2 separate regions of the Mus musculus genome follow, and region 1 is linked to region 2. The links are chromatin contacts, called in public HiChIP or PLAC-seq maps. All regions are on one chromosome and are shown on one strand. Each heading gives the region's core, a stretch centred on a gene start, on an enhancer-like site or on the middle of the called end of the contact. The rest is flanking DNA. Distances are from core to core; before and after follow the strand shown.

What was found. HiChIP or PLAC-seq counts read pairs in DNA pulled down with a chosen protein or histone mark.
Region 1: an H3K4me3 HiChIP or PLAC-seq map of craniofacial prominence shows a contact between it and region 2, with 5 times the contacts expected there. The contact joins the enhancer-like site here to the promoter of Ssr3 in region 2. A contact is called at or near these places in 6 of 39 promoter capture datasets (cranial neural crest, embryonic stem cells, macrophages and 3 more), 2 of 484 Hi-C or Micro-C datasets (bone marrow-derived macrophages and cochlea), 10 of 115 datasets of contacts at active chromatin or transcription factors (bone marrow-derived macrophages, craniofacial prominence, embryonic basal ganglia and 7 more) and 3 of 9 other capture datasets (adipose tissue, macrophages and pancreatic islet).

The regions. Positions count from the first base shown.
Region 1 is chr3:65,902,704-65,908,531 of GRCm38.p6, reverse strand. No RefSeq gene overlaps it. Among named protein-coding and RNA genes, the nearest start is that of Gm35039, 23 kb to the left of the region's middle. Within about 2 kb of position 3,616, at least 100 of the 459 cell types and tissues checked have an H3K27ac peak or open chromatin away from gene starts, as enhancers often do. A contact at or near this core is called in adipose tissue, bone marrow-derived macrophages, cochlea and 5 more, where this site is marked.
Region 2 is chr3:65,388,370-65,394,222 of GRCm38.p6, reverse strand. It overlaps Ssr3 (signal sequence receptor, gamma), which reads left to right and starts at 1,670. Exons shown (of 5, transcript NM_026155.3): 1 at 1,670-1,818; 2 at 2,772-2,898. The coding sequence starts at 1,686. It also overlaps the pseudogene Gm5540.

The DNA of each region.
Region 1 (5,828 bases), core at 2,367-4,866, 510 kb before region 2:
GAGAACCAGGCCTTTTCCTGAGCTTAAAACAAACAAAACAAAACAAAACCCAAACCCAACAACAACAACAAAACATGAACTAGTCTGTGTGCTCGGTGCCTCTATGGGCTAGATGAAGGTGTTGGATCTAGAAGTAGAGCTAGATTCAGCCAATTGTGAGCTGTCTTGTGATTGCTGGGAATTGAACTCCAGTCCTCTGAAGAGCAGCTAAGGCTCATAATTGCTGAGCCATGTCTCAAGTGCCTGACTGCCTTCATATTCTTAATGGACCTGACCCATCCCAAATGTTTAAAGAGCTTCATTCCTGGCTTGTAGTTAAGCAGGAAGTCCGGAGAGTATTGGGCAGAGTGGCAATTGCAGATCTCCAAGGCAAATTGAGGTTTCTTAAGCAGTTAGTGACCCAGAGTTGGCAGTGTTGTGGTGACTCCAGCACTCCGAGGAACCGTAGAAATGTCCATCATCTAAACACCTGAAAAACCCAAGGCTCCATACTGCTAACATAGTTCCTAACCCTGGTTGCACACCAGAATTAGTTATAGAGATTGTGTCTTGCTTACTTTTGGTTTTGAGGCACAGTCTCATGTAGCCCAGGTTTGCCTCAAACTCCATTACATAGCCAAGGATGACTCTGAACTCTGGATCCTTCTGCTGTCATCTCCCAAGTGTTGATATTTACAATTGTACACTACCACAACCAGCCATTTACAAAGATCGGTAAGAATCTAGACTCAAGGCCTGTACCTTCAGATGTAAGGAGTCTGAGGCGCAACCCAGTTTCACTCTTACACGAGAGCTCTCAGGTGCTACTAATATGAGTGAGCACTGAGAAGCATGGATGTAGTAGAAAAAAGTGGGGCTTTAGAGCCTTTGCTATCTCACTGCTGCCATTTGTAAGCTATGGGATATCAAGTTTGTCAATGATCTCTCTGCTCCCTAGACCTCACTTCTTAAGCACAAAGAATTGCACAAGGGTTAACTATCGAGACATATATCTGTCAAGGTTCCTGGCACCAAAAGTTTGGTGTTCAAAACATACCATATTGATTAGTACCATGTACCTAAGGTTTCACAGTTATCTGAAGGGGAAACAAGAAACTCACCAGAACCATTCTGTGTACCTAGTAGGCACTGTATAGTGCTTACTGCATATCTCTCACGTTTCCATGGATCAATCTTGGCCTTAACCCAGACCCTGCATTTGAATCTACATTTGCTAGCTGGGCATGTGGACTTTCAGGAACATGTCACATTCAAGTTCTAGTGAGTGGTGAGAGAGTTCCGAGTTAGTGTTGCATGGACTAGACCAAAAAGCCTCATGGCTTTTATCCTAAGTACTGATTTACCTCCCAGGTTTAGGTCTCAGCTAAAAAGAACCTGTTTTTATTCTGATTAAACAACTATGATCGAACTCATGTTTTAAAAATAGAGACTTTGACAAGAGCATAATTTTCAGGAAGTGTTTTTAGAATTTTAAAAATTGTAGTAAGCTTGGGGATACAGCATTTAAAGCTTTTATTCCCCCCTTTCCTTTCCCTCCCCTCCCCTCCCCTCCCCTCTACTTTTCTCTTCTCTTCTCTTCTCTTCTCTTCTCTTCTCTTCTCTTCTCTTTTCTTTTTTTCTTTTTTTGCTACAAGGTTTCTCGACATAACCGGACTGTCTTGCAATTTACTGTGGATTGGTTCTGTGCACCACATGCCTGATTCCTGGTTTTTTGTTTGTTTCTGGTTTTACTTTTTTTAATTTGTTTTAATTGACTGTACTGTAAAGTCCCCTCCACAATATCCTAGTACTGTTTCACTCTCTACTGACTTTCACTTAAATATCTTTAGCACTATATTTTATGTGTATTTTGACAGAAGATGAGTGAAAACCAGATATCCTTTTAGAAATTGTGGGCCTGAGGTCTGGCTCTGTTGTGCAGTGTGTGTGAACCTTGGGTCTCCACTATTTTGTCTGGTAGTTTCTTCATGATTAGGACATGAGTTCTGCATGGAATTGGTTGAAACAGGTCTAGGCAACATGATGCTGACCATGAATTTTTTAGGAATTTATTAAGCGCCTGCCATTTGTTCAGCTTTCAGTAGGAAGTCTAGTGGGAGTTAGAGGGCTTGGGGTCTTTAGGAGGAAGGCTGGAGTTTTCCTAGAAGAGATAACGCCCACATCGAGGAACAACTAGGGACCAATTTCCACTCAAGAGCTTCGATAAGTCCATCCAGAGTGACTCAGGCAAAAAACAAATGGGAACGCTCAAGAGACAACAATCACCGAGAAATGGGAGGGAGTTGAAATCCGATTTCCTGCGCCTTAGTGTTCTATTTCTCTTTAGTCTTGGACACAACGTCTTGGATAGTAACAACCTGAAACAAAACTGCTTGAAGCTAGCTGGAGCCAGGCATTTTCCTAGCAGCACATTCCAGCCCTGGAACTGTCTGAATTCTAAATCTCCATTATCCCGTTCAGTTTCCAGCAGCCTTTTGCAAGCCCTGTGCCTTAGACTCTGTGTGCCTCAGACAGCCTGGACAAGGCCCAGATTGTGTGAAGAGTTCTCAGTGGGCACAGGGTACAAATGGTGGGAGGGGAACTGCTGGGGGGGAATGTTCCTGCCGAGCCATCCTCTGTAGATGGCCTCTAGGAGGTCAAATCCCGAGTCAGAACTAGCCTGAGTGTTGTTCATGCTTGGTGCTGGGGTGAGGGCGTTTGGGTGTGTGTGTGTGTGTGTGTGTGTGTGTGTGTGTGTGTGTGTGTGTGTTAGGGGGAAGCAGCTGATAATGCCAGTGGGCATTTTTGTCTGAGCCTCACCCCACAAGAACTTTAACTTCCTGTTTGTTACATTCTCTTCCAGCAGAAAGAAAGAAACTGCAGTAGACTATCTATCCCAATCTCAAATGTGAAATGAACAAACAATCAAATGCTGTCTGGATCATGAAGCTAGAAACAGAGGTTTGAGAGGCCCCAGTGAGAGTTTAATAAGTGCTGCCTGGAAGAGTGTTGATTTGGAAACTCTTGGCAGCATTGATGACTTCCTTAACAACGGAAGGAAAATGGACCAGGGTTTTTTTTTTTTTTTTTTTTTTCCAGAGTTTAGCAGCACAGCCAGGAGAAAGAGAATGTCTCCCTCATCCGCGCTGCTAATTTCCTGTTGGAGAAGGTCTCCCTCACCCCTGCCAACTGACTGTGTGTTCTTGGGCACAGCCTTTATCTCTGGGTCTCAGTCTTCCCATCTGTAGAATGAAGAAGTGTCAGCCCAGGAAAGTTGGAAGGTTCTTTCCTGCCTGATATCCTGAATCTGTGCAAGTCATTTTCAGCTCTGCTAAATTATGCATTGCTCCACTGAGAGGGAGGGAGAGGGAGAGGGGGAGGGGGAGGGGGAGGGGGAGGGGGAGGGGGAGGGGGAGGAGGGGAAGAGGGAGGGAGAGGGGGAGAGAGAGAGAGAGAGGGAGAGAGAGAGAGAGAGGGAGAGAGTGAGAGAGAAGGAGAGAGCGAGCTAACTTTGTGCAAGAGATGAATAACATGCACAGCTAGACTTTCTGATTAAGTGGGGCTCAGCACCTCGATGCACTGTGCTTAGCTGGGATGATGAGTCTCTGCCTGAGGGAAGACAGAGCTATTTTGAGGCAGGGCTGATTAGAGATAAGGTGTTGCATTTCTTTGCCAAATTCTGGCCATGACTCACCCAAAGCTCTTAGGCTTAAAGCTTAACCCTTGATGAATGGATGTAAGCTAACCTGCTCCTCACACTCCAGCTCTGTCTGTCCGTTAAGAGCACCTTTGACCTCTCCTTGTTTAGAGAGCACCTCCGAGGCGAAGCTCGTGTTTGTAATCTCTCTCCCTGACATCTTCTCTCCTTTGCTCTTTTCTGTTACTCGGTCTTCTGAGTTATATAAAAGGGATCAACTTCAAAATCCTCTTAAATAAATCCAGCCACCCTGTTAGGTAAGGGGATGGAAGTGTCACAAGATGCTTGGAAGGGGAAAATACTTCTGCATCTAAAAAGCCTGGAACATGAGCAAGCTATGCAACTGACCAAGAAAGAGACCACTAGGTTTATGTTACTTTGAAAGCCAACAAAATTAAATCAAGGGGCAGCTACGACGTTATAGAATGCTTCAGTGGGCTGTTCCCACTCTTTACAATCTTACTATGTTATCTTTAACCTGTTTGTTTATGTTTTGGCTTGACACCGAGGAAAACCCCTGTGGCAGTTTGACAGGACAGGGTTAGGACTGGGGCTTACACGGCTCCTGATTTTATACAGTTGCTTTGGTCCTAACAAGCAACATGCAGAAGGAATTTTTAAAATTGACTCAGATTTCAGAAACCCTTCAGGGAGTTCATTCCTTTAAAAACAGCCTGTACCTCAGCCCTTTCTAAGGAGAACAATCATAGCTCTGTTTGCTTTGGAAAAGGCTTTTTTAAAAAACCAAAAAAAAAAAAAAAATAAAAAAATAAATAAATAAAAAACCTTATTTTTGAGGGACATAACTCAATGTGGCAAATGATATTGTTTTATTAATTAATTAATTTGCCTCCTGACTTCTGTCTCCCCTCCCTCCTCTCCTCTGAGTTTCTCACCCACCACTACCCCTCCTAACCATCCATTCCTTCTGCCTTTCTCTTCTGAGAAGTGGAGGCCTCCCATGGATATCAACCAACCCCGGTATGTCAGGTTGGAGAAAGACTAGGTGCATCTTCTCCTATTGAGGCTAGATGAGGCAGCCCAGTAGGGGAAAAGGGTCCCAAAGGCAAGCAACAGAGTCAGCTCCTACTGTTAGGAAGACCAAGCTACACAACTATAACCTATGTACGGAGGGCCTAGGCCAGTCCCATGCAAGCTCCTTGGTTGGCTGTTCAGTCCTATGAACCCTGGTGGACCCAGGTTAGTGATTTTGTAGGCTTTCTTGTGATGTCCTTGACCGCTTTGGCTCCTACAATCTTTCTTCCCCCTCTTCTGCAGGATTCCACAAGTTCTACCGAATGTTTGACTGTGGGTCTCTGCATCTGTTTCCATCAGTTGCTAGGTGAAGCCTCTCTGATGATGGTTATGCTATGCTCCTGTCCCAGCACATCTTGTAGGTAGGATGAATTGCATGTGGAAGGTTTTGCATTTGGATTGGTGTCCCAATGCCTCCACTGGAAGTCTTGCCTGGTTACAGGAGATGGCCAGTTCAGGCTCCATATCCTCCATTGCTAGGATCTAAGTTAGTGTCACCCTCGTAGATTCCTTGGACTGTTCTTGCCCTAAGTTTCTAGCTGGTCCCAGAGATGCCCTCCCCGTTCTAGTTGTCTCTCCCAGTACTCTCTCCTCCTGTCTTCTCTCTCACATGATCTGTCCTGTTTCCGTCTCCCCTCTGTCTAGTCTGCCATCCCACCCCAACCACCCATGATCTCTATTCTATTTCTTCTTTTCAGTGAAATTCATGTGATTCCCCCTTAATCACTCTTTGTTACTTACCTTCTTTGGGTCTGTGGATTGTAGCATGGTTATTCTTTATGGTTAATGCCACTTATAAGAGAGTACTTACCATGTTTGTCCTTCTGGCTCTGGGTCACCTCACTCAGAATGATCTTTTCTAGTTCTACCTCTTACCCACACATTTCATGAAGTTATTGTTTTTAATAGCTGAGTGATACTACATTGTGTAAATGTACCATGTTTTCTTTGTCTGTTCTTTGGCTGAGGAACCTCTAGGTTGTTTCTGGTTGTTATGAATAAAGCTGCTGCGAACATAGTTGAGCAAGTAGTCCTTGTCGTATGGTGGAGCACCCTTTTGGGTATATGGCCCAGAGTGGTATAGCTATTCCCAATTTTTCTGAGAAACTGCCAAATT
Region 2 (5,853 bases), core at 421-2,920:
TTGTGGGCATCTTCAGACGCTGGCCTATCAGCATGGAGTTGTTTACGATGTTGTGGTGGGAAAGAGTGGCCCCCTTGGGGTTTCCAGTTGTCCCCGAGGTGAACTGGATGTTGATGGGGTCGTAGCAGGACAAGAACCGCTGGTTGTACCGCAGCTGGGCTAGGTTCTGTTCCTTGCCACCGGCTGCCACGATGTTATCCAGGAGCAGGGTCCCCGGCAGAGGGGCATCCACGGAGATGACTGTAGTCAGGTCTGGGAGTCTCTCACTCTTCAAGGCCCCTGGCTGAGCCTTTTCCAGCTCAGGACAGACCTGCTTCAGGATGTCGTAGTACTGCTGGGTCTTGAATTGTTTGGGAAACACAATACCTTTGCAGCCTACCTTTCTGAGGACATATTCCAGTTCTGAGGACTGGTAGGCTGGGTTCACAGACACCAGGATGATGCCTGCCTGGGCAGTAGCCAGCTGAATAAGTACCCAGGCATAGGAGTTGGGTCCCTGCATGCCCAGCCGGTCACCCTTGCGGAGGCCAATGCTCAGAAGACCAGAAGCAGCTTTGTCCACCTCCTCCTTGAGCTGCGCAAAGTTCAGCCTGATGTTTTCATGGAGGATAACCAAAGCCTCTCTGTCGGGGAACCTCTGCGCTGTGGCGTCAAGGCACTCGCCCACAGTTGTGTTCACAAGATGGGAGTCGGTGTGGCCCTGAATGTAGCTGAGGCCTCCAATGGGCAAGGGGTTGGTGCAGTTCACCATTCCAGAACTGAGAGCGCGGACACTCTGCAACTTCGAGTTCGGCCGAGGGCGAGTGAGCAGCGTCCGGGGGCCCCGCGCCCCCAGGCTCGCGATACACAGCCTCCCGAAGCGCAGCATCCCGTGATAGACAGCCATGGCTCGCTTCCGCCGCGGGTCTGGGCCAGGAGTAAAACTCCACAAGAGTTTTTTTATTTTCCAATTCTAAAGACTGTAATGAGAGAGTCTTTTAGAGGCTAAGAGGCTTTGTTGATTAAAATGATGTAATAGTAATAATAATAATAATAATAATAATAATAATAATAATAATAAATTAAACCATGCAGATGGCTCAGAGGGTAAAGACACAAACGTGACAATTTGGTTCAATCTCTGGGACCCAGAAAGTAAAAGTAGACAACTAACTTCCTCAAGTTGTGTTCTGACAACGTTGTGGCACGGCCCTCCAACCAATCAATCAATCAACTAATCATCAATCAACCAATGAGCCAATTGTTCAATCAATGTAATAAATTTAAAAAGAAATATAAAGTGCACATGTGGAATGAAATACCAATAACGTTAGTTAGTTCGTTAGCTAGCTGGTTAGTTAGTTAAAACAGTACTGCTTGTATGGTTGCTCATTTCGATTATCCAAGCCTGTCTCTGGAGACTGAGGCAGGCGAGTTAGAGAGCAGCTCTAAACTACACACTAAACTACAAATCCCTTCATTCTTTGTGGCATTGAGGCGCCACGTACCCTGAAGGATGCGGAAGTCTTGTTCGCATGCCCAATCGTACCTCGACGCTTGTGAAACGACGGCAAGATGGCCAATCCCGAAGCAGCGTACCCTGCGGAGTCCCGCCTCCGCGTTGCGCTGACGGGTCGCGGGCGGATACGCGGCCTTCTGAACCTTCCCTGCCTCCCTGCTCCCGGCCTCCAGTCTTCAGCTCGGCCATGGCTCCCAAAGGCGGCTCCAAGCAGCAGTCCGAGGAGGACCTGCTCCTTCAGGATTTCAGCCGCAACCTGTCGGCCAAATCGTCGGCGCTGTTCTTCGGGAACGCGTTCATCGTGTCTGCCATCCCCATCTGTGAGCTTCGGGCGGGCGGCGGTGGCGGCGGGGACGTGGCGGGCGCGGCGGGGAGGCCTAGTGTCCGGAGCAGCGTCCTCGGGAAGTCACTCGCGGCGTGCTTCTGAGCCGGGCGCGGGTTCTGGCCCGGAATCTCTTTTTGGTACACTGCCCTTCTCCTCACCACTGTTGGACACTAGGATGTCTTTAATGAACCGGGCGGGGGAGCCACTGATAAACCTTCACTGAATTAGCAGCGTGACCCGTGGCAAACCTCCCCTTACTCCCGAGCATCCTTTGGACGTGCAGAATGCCAAGTTAGGCCTTGCCCGAGGTCCGCGATCAGCCTTGTTTAGGATTTCAATAACTCCTAGAGAGCAGCTCGAGCCTTCTCGATTGAATGAGAAACTGCCCACTTGAAGGCCAAAACTGTCTCCAAGTCCAGGTTTTCCGAGTTTCCTGTCTCCTGACCCGCACTGCCGCAGTGCTGCAGGCCAATCATGTCCAAAAAAAGTTCTTTGTTATTTTGGCCTTGTAAAAAGCTCAGCTTGCAGTGAATGTGGTGTGGAGCCCCCTGGGTTCACTGGCCCGACAAAGCATTGTTTGGATTTCAGTGAGCAGCCACGTCAGCAAGTTAACCAAAGTTTTGGGACAGCGGTTGATTTAAAATGGCCCGTGTTTTAACTTCCTAGTATTCCATGAGTGAAATTGTTATTATTTGTAATCCCCACTCCCAGTTTGTTCTCAAGTTAGAAGATGAAATTTCTAGACTAGCAATATCCCCACAGCCTACCTTTCTGTACTGGGAAAGCCCTGAACTGGGACAAACCCAGTTTATTGTCTATCTCACCTCTAGTGAAGTTTTTCGGATACTGGGTGGGATTTACTGACTCTCATTTACCTGGCTTAGCTGTAGTCTGGCATGTGCAATGGGGCAGTGATGTTGTGTGTCCCTTGCTTTTGTCTTATCTCAGGGTTGTATTGGAGAATATGGCATATGGATCTCATCCAGTCTGCTGTGCTCTACAGTGTGATGACCTTAGTAAGCACTTACTTAGTAGCCTTCGCGTACAAGAATGTAAAATTTGTTCTGAAGCACAAGTAAGTACCCTAAACCCAACCCCAGTCTGCATATTTTATGTTAGGGGGTCTTAAACATGATTTATAAGCATTAGTTTGAAATGTGTATGTAGTTAATCGTGAACCATATGACACTTCTGTGGAAATAGGTTTTGAGGGTGGAGTTTGAATATTCATTCCCAGTCTTCAATTGATGGTTTGGTCAGAAAAACAAGTCTATTAAATCAATGAATGTTTCCGAAACTCAGTGGATTTCTTTCTAGAAATTATTTTAGGCTGCCCATTTACTAATTTTGGAAGCAAAAAATTAAAAATTCTCTGACATTTTCAATGCCAGTTACTTTTTTTTTTTTTTTTTTTAATCTTGTAAGTCTATTCACTGTAGAAGACAACCCTATTTCTTGAATTTCAAGATCACGTATAAGACGAATTATTTTACTAGCTTTAGGAGAAGAAAACCCAAGTTTTTTTTTTTTTTTACACAAAGTTCTTTCTTTTTAAAAAATTTTTATATGAGTATACTATAGCTGTTTTCAGACACACTAGAAGATAGCATTGGATCCCATTACATATATTCTATGAGCCACCATTTGGTGGCTGGGAATGGAACTCAGGACCTCTAGAAGAGCAGTTAGTGTTCTTTAACCACTAAGCCATATCTCCAGCCTGGAAAACCTAAGTTTTACCTCAGTAAATTTTTATGTTTTAAGCACTTGTGTACTCTGCTTTCCTAAAAATAAAACAGGAGGGTGTAGCAGGCTATTCCCTTATTTGTTCAATAGGGCCTTTTAGGTTTTTCTTTGAAGTATTATTATTTTTTTTAAAAATAATTAACTCTTTTACTTTTGAACTGCGCTTGTGTGTTTGTGTCTGTGGTTTGGTGTGTCTCTTGCCTGAGGGGCCAGAAGATAGTGATAGATTTCTGGAACTGGAATTGCACATAGTTCTGAGCCACCTGATAGAGGTGCTGGGAACTGAACTCAGCTCTTCTGCAAGAGCAATGTGTACTCTTAACTATTGAGCCTTCTCTTGAGCTTCTAAAGTAATTTTTTAAAGGCAGTAGGTATTCCGATCTTAAATTTGTCATCTATTTACTGTTTTAAAATTTCTCACAGTATCCACACTTGACTAGAAACTAGTTTTGTTTAGATTGATATAGCAGTCTGCATCTGGTCTCTTGAAACAAAATTTAGAGTGTACTCTGACACACATTGCTTAAAGCTATTTGATGATACTTTTCCTTGCATTGTTTATATTTTATGGGATAAAAAATCACACATGCTCGTGAGGGGCTGGAGTGGTGGCTCATTGGTTAAGCTACTCGATGCTCTTCCAGAGGACTCAGTTTCAATTCTCAGCACCCACATGGTAGCTCACAACTGTCTGTAACTCTAGTTTTAGGGGATCTTATGCCTCCTGGTCTTGGGTACCAGGCATGCCTGTAGTGTACAGATATACAAACAGGCAAAATACATCACCATCATCTTTTTTTTTTTTTTTCCAAGACAGGGTTTCTCTCTGTGTAGTCCTGGCTGTCCTGGAACTCACTTTGAACACCAGGCTGGCCTCGAACTCAGAAATCCGCCTGTCTGTACCTCCGGAGTGCTGGGATTAAAGGCGTGTGCCACCACCATCATCATTTTTAAAGATCACATATCTTAGCCAAATGTCTGAGAAGTAATATATTGCTCTTTATCTGTCATTTTTATTTTGCTAACTATCTCAATACATCATGTCCTTCTTTTTTCTAATACAGTAACACCAAAAATCCTTTCTGGTCCTTAGATTTAAAGTCATCTGCCTCCTTCCTGTGAGTTTAGCCTAAGCCTTCAGATTTAGACTTAGCCTTCTTGCTTTCTATTATATGTCTGTTATTTCAAGACCCAGTAAACTTTTGCAGAGACTTCCTGACTTTGCTCGTTCTTTGGTTATCTTTCTGGTTGGCTCTTATAATTGACAAGTACTTAGTAGTGTATTATGATTTCAGTTAGTAGGGTATTATTTAAGGGATGGGCCAGGAGTGGCCTCAGCTGCTTTCTTGCTGTCCTTCTGGGAGGCTTGGGCTTCATGACTGAAGTTCTGCTAGACCAGCAGACTCAGCAGGTCATCTTTGTCATCTTTTTGCTTGGCAGCTTCTTTCCTACCTGTTATTTCAAGATTCAGCTCATTTGGTCCTCTAGTATTCTGGACTGTGTTCTTATGGGACATGGCCGCCTATGGATAGAGACTCCATCAGAGTATAACCTTGTATGACTGTCCTTTATGATCCCGTGGCAGCTTAGCCACTGTCTGTGCTTACCTTGCATCTAGACTCTAGATTTTAGAGGCTCTTGTGGTTGAATCAAGACAGAAACCCACTGCCTCAAATGAATGATCTTAGGTGTTCTTTTGGAGTCCAACCTAGTTTCTCCAATTTTCCTGGGTATACTGACTAGTACTAAATACCGTCTGGTAGTGTGAGTCACTTGAACACAGTGACTAGGCTTTCTTCTGTTTCTGTGTTCTCTCCTGTTGGGATGTCATAGTGAATGCTCTTATAGTGGTAGTACCATGGGGCTGGTAGGTACTCTATAGAAGTTTGCATGTTGTTACTTTCTCTTCTATAGGGTAGCTCATATTTGTGAAAATATACTTTGTTGAATATAACTGTCTTAGTCTATGGGCTTTTTACATTTTATTTAAATTTATTTATTTATTTTTACTAATAACCCCTGTGATAAAATTGATTTGTAGGCTTTGTGTTGTTGTTGCTTTGATCTGTATACTTTTTCTGAGACAAGGTATCAGGTAGCAGAGGCTGGACTTGAATTCCTGACGCTTGTGCTTCCACTTCCCAAATGCTGGGATTCCAGGCATTCACTATCATGACCAGCTGATGAGTCTGCTTTTCACATACATCTCCTCCTCTCAGATCTGCAGATTCTGATCTGAGTTCTTGAGTTCTTATTCAAACCGTTTCTGTCTGACGTAGTGTTA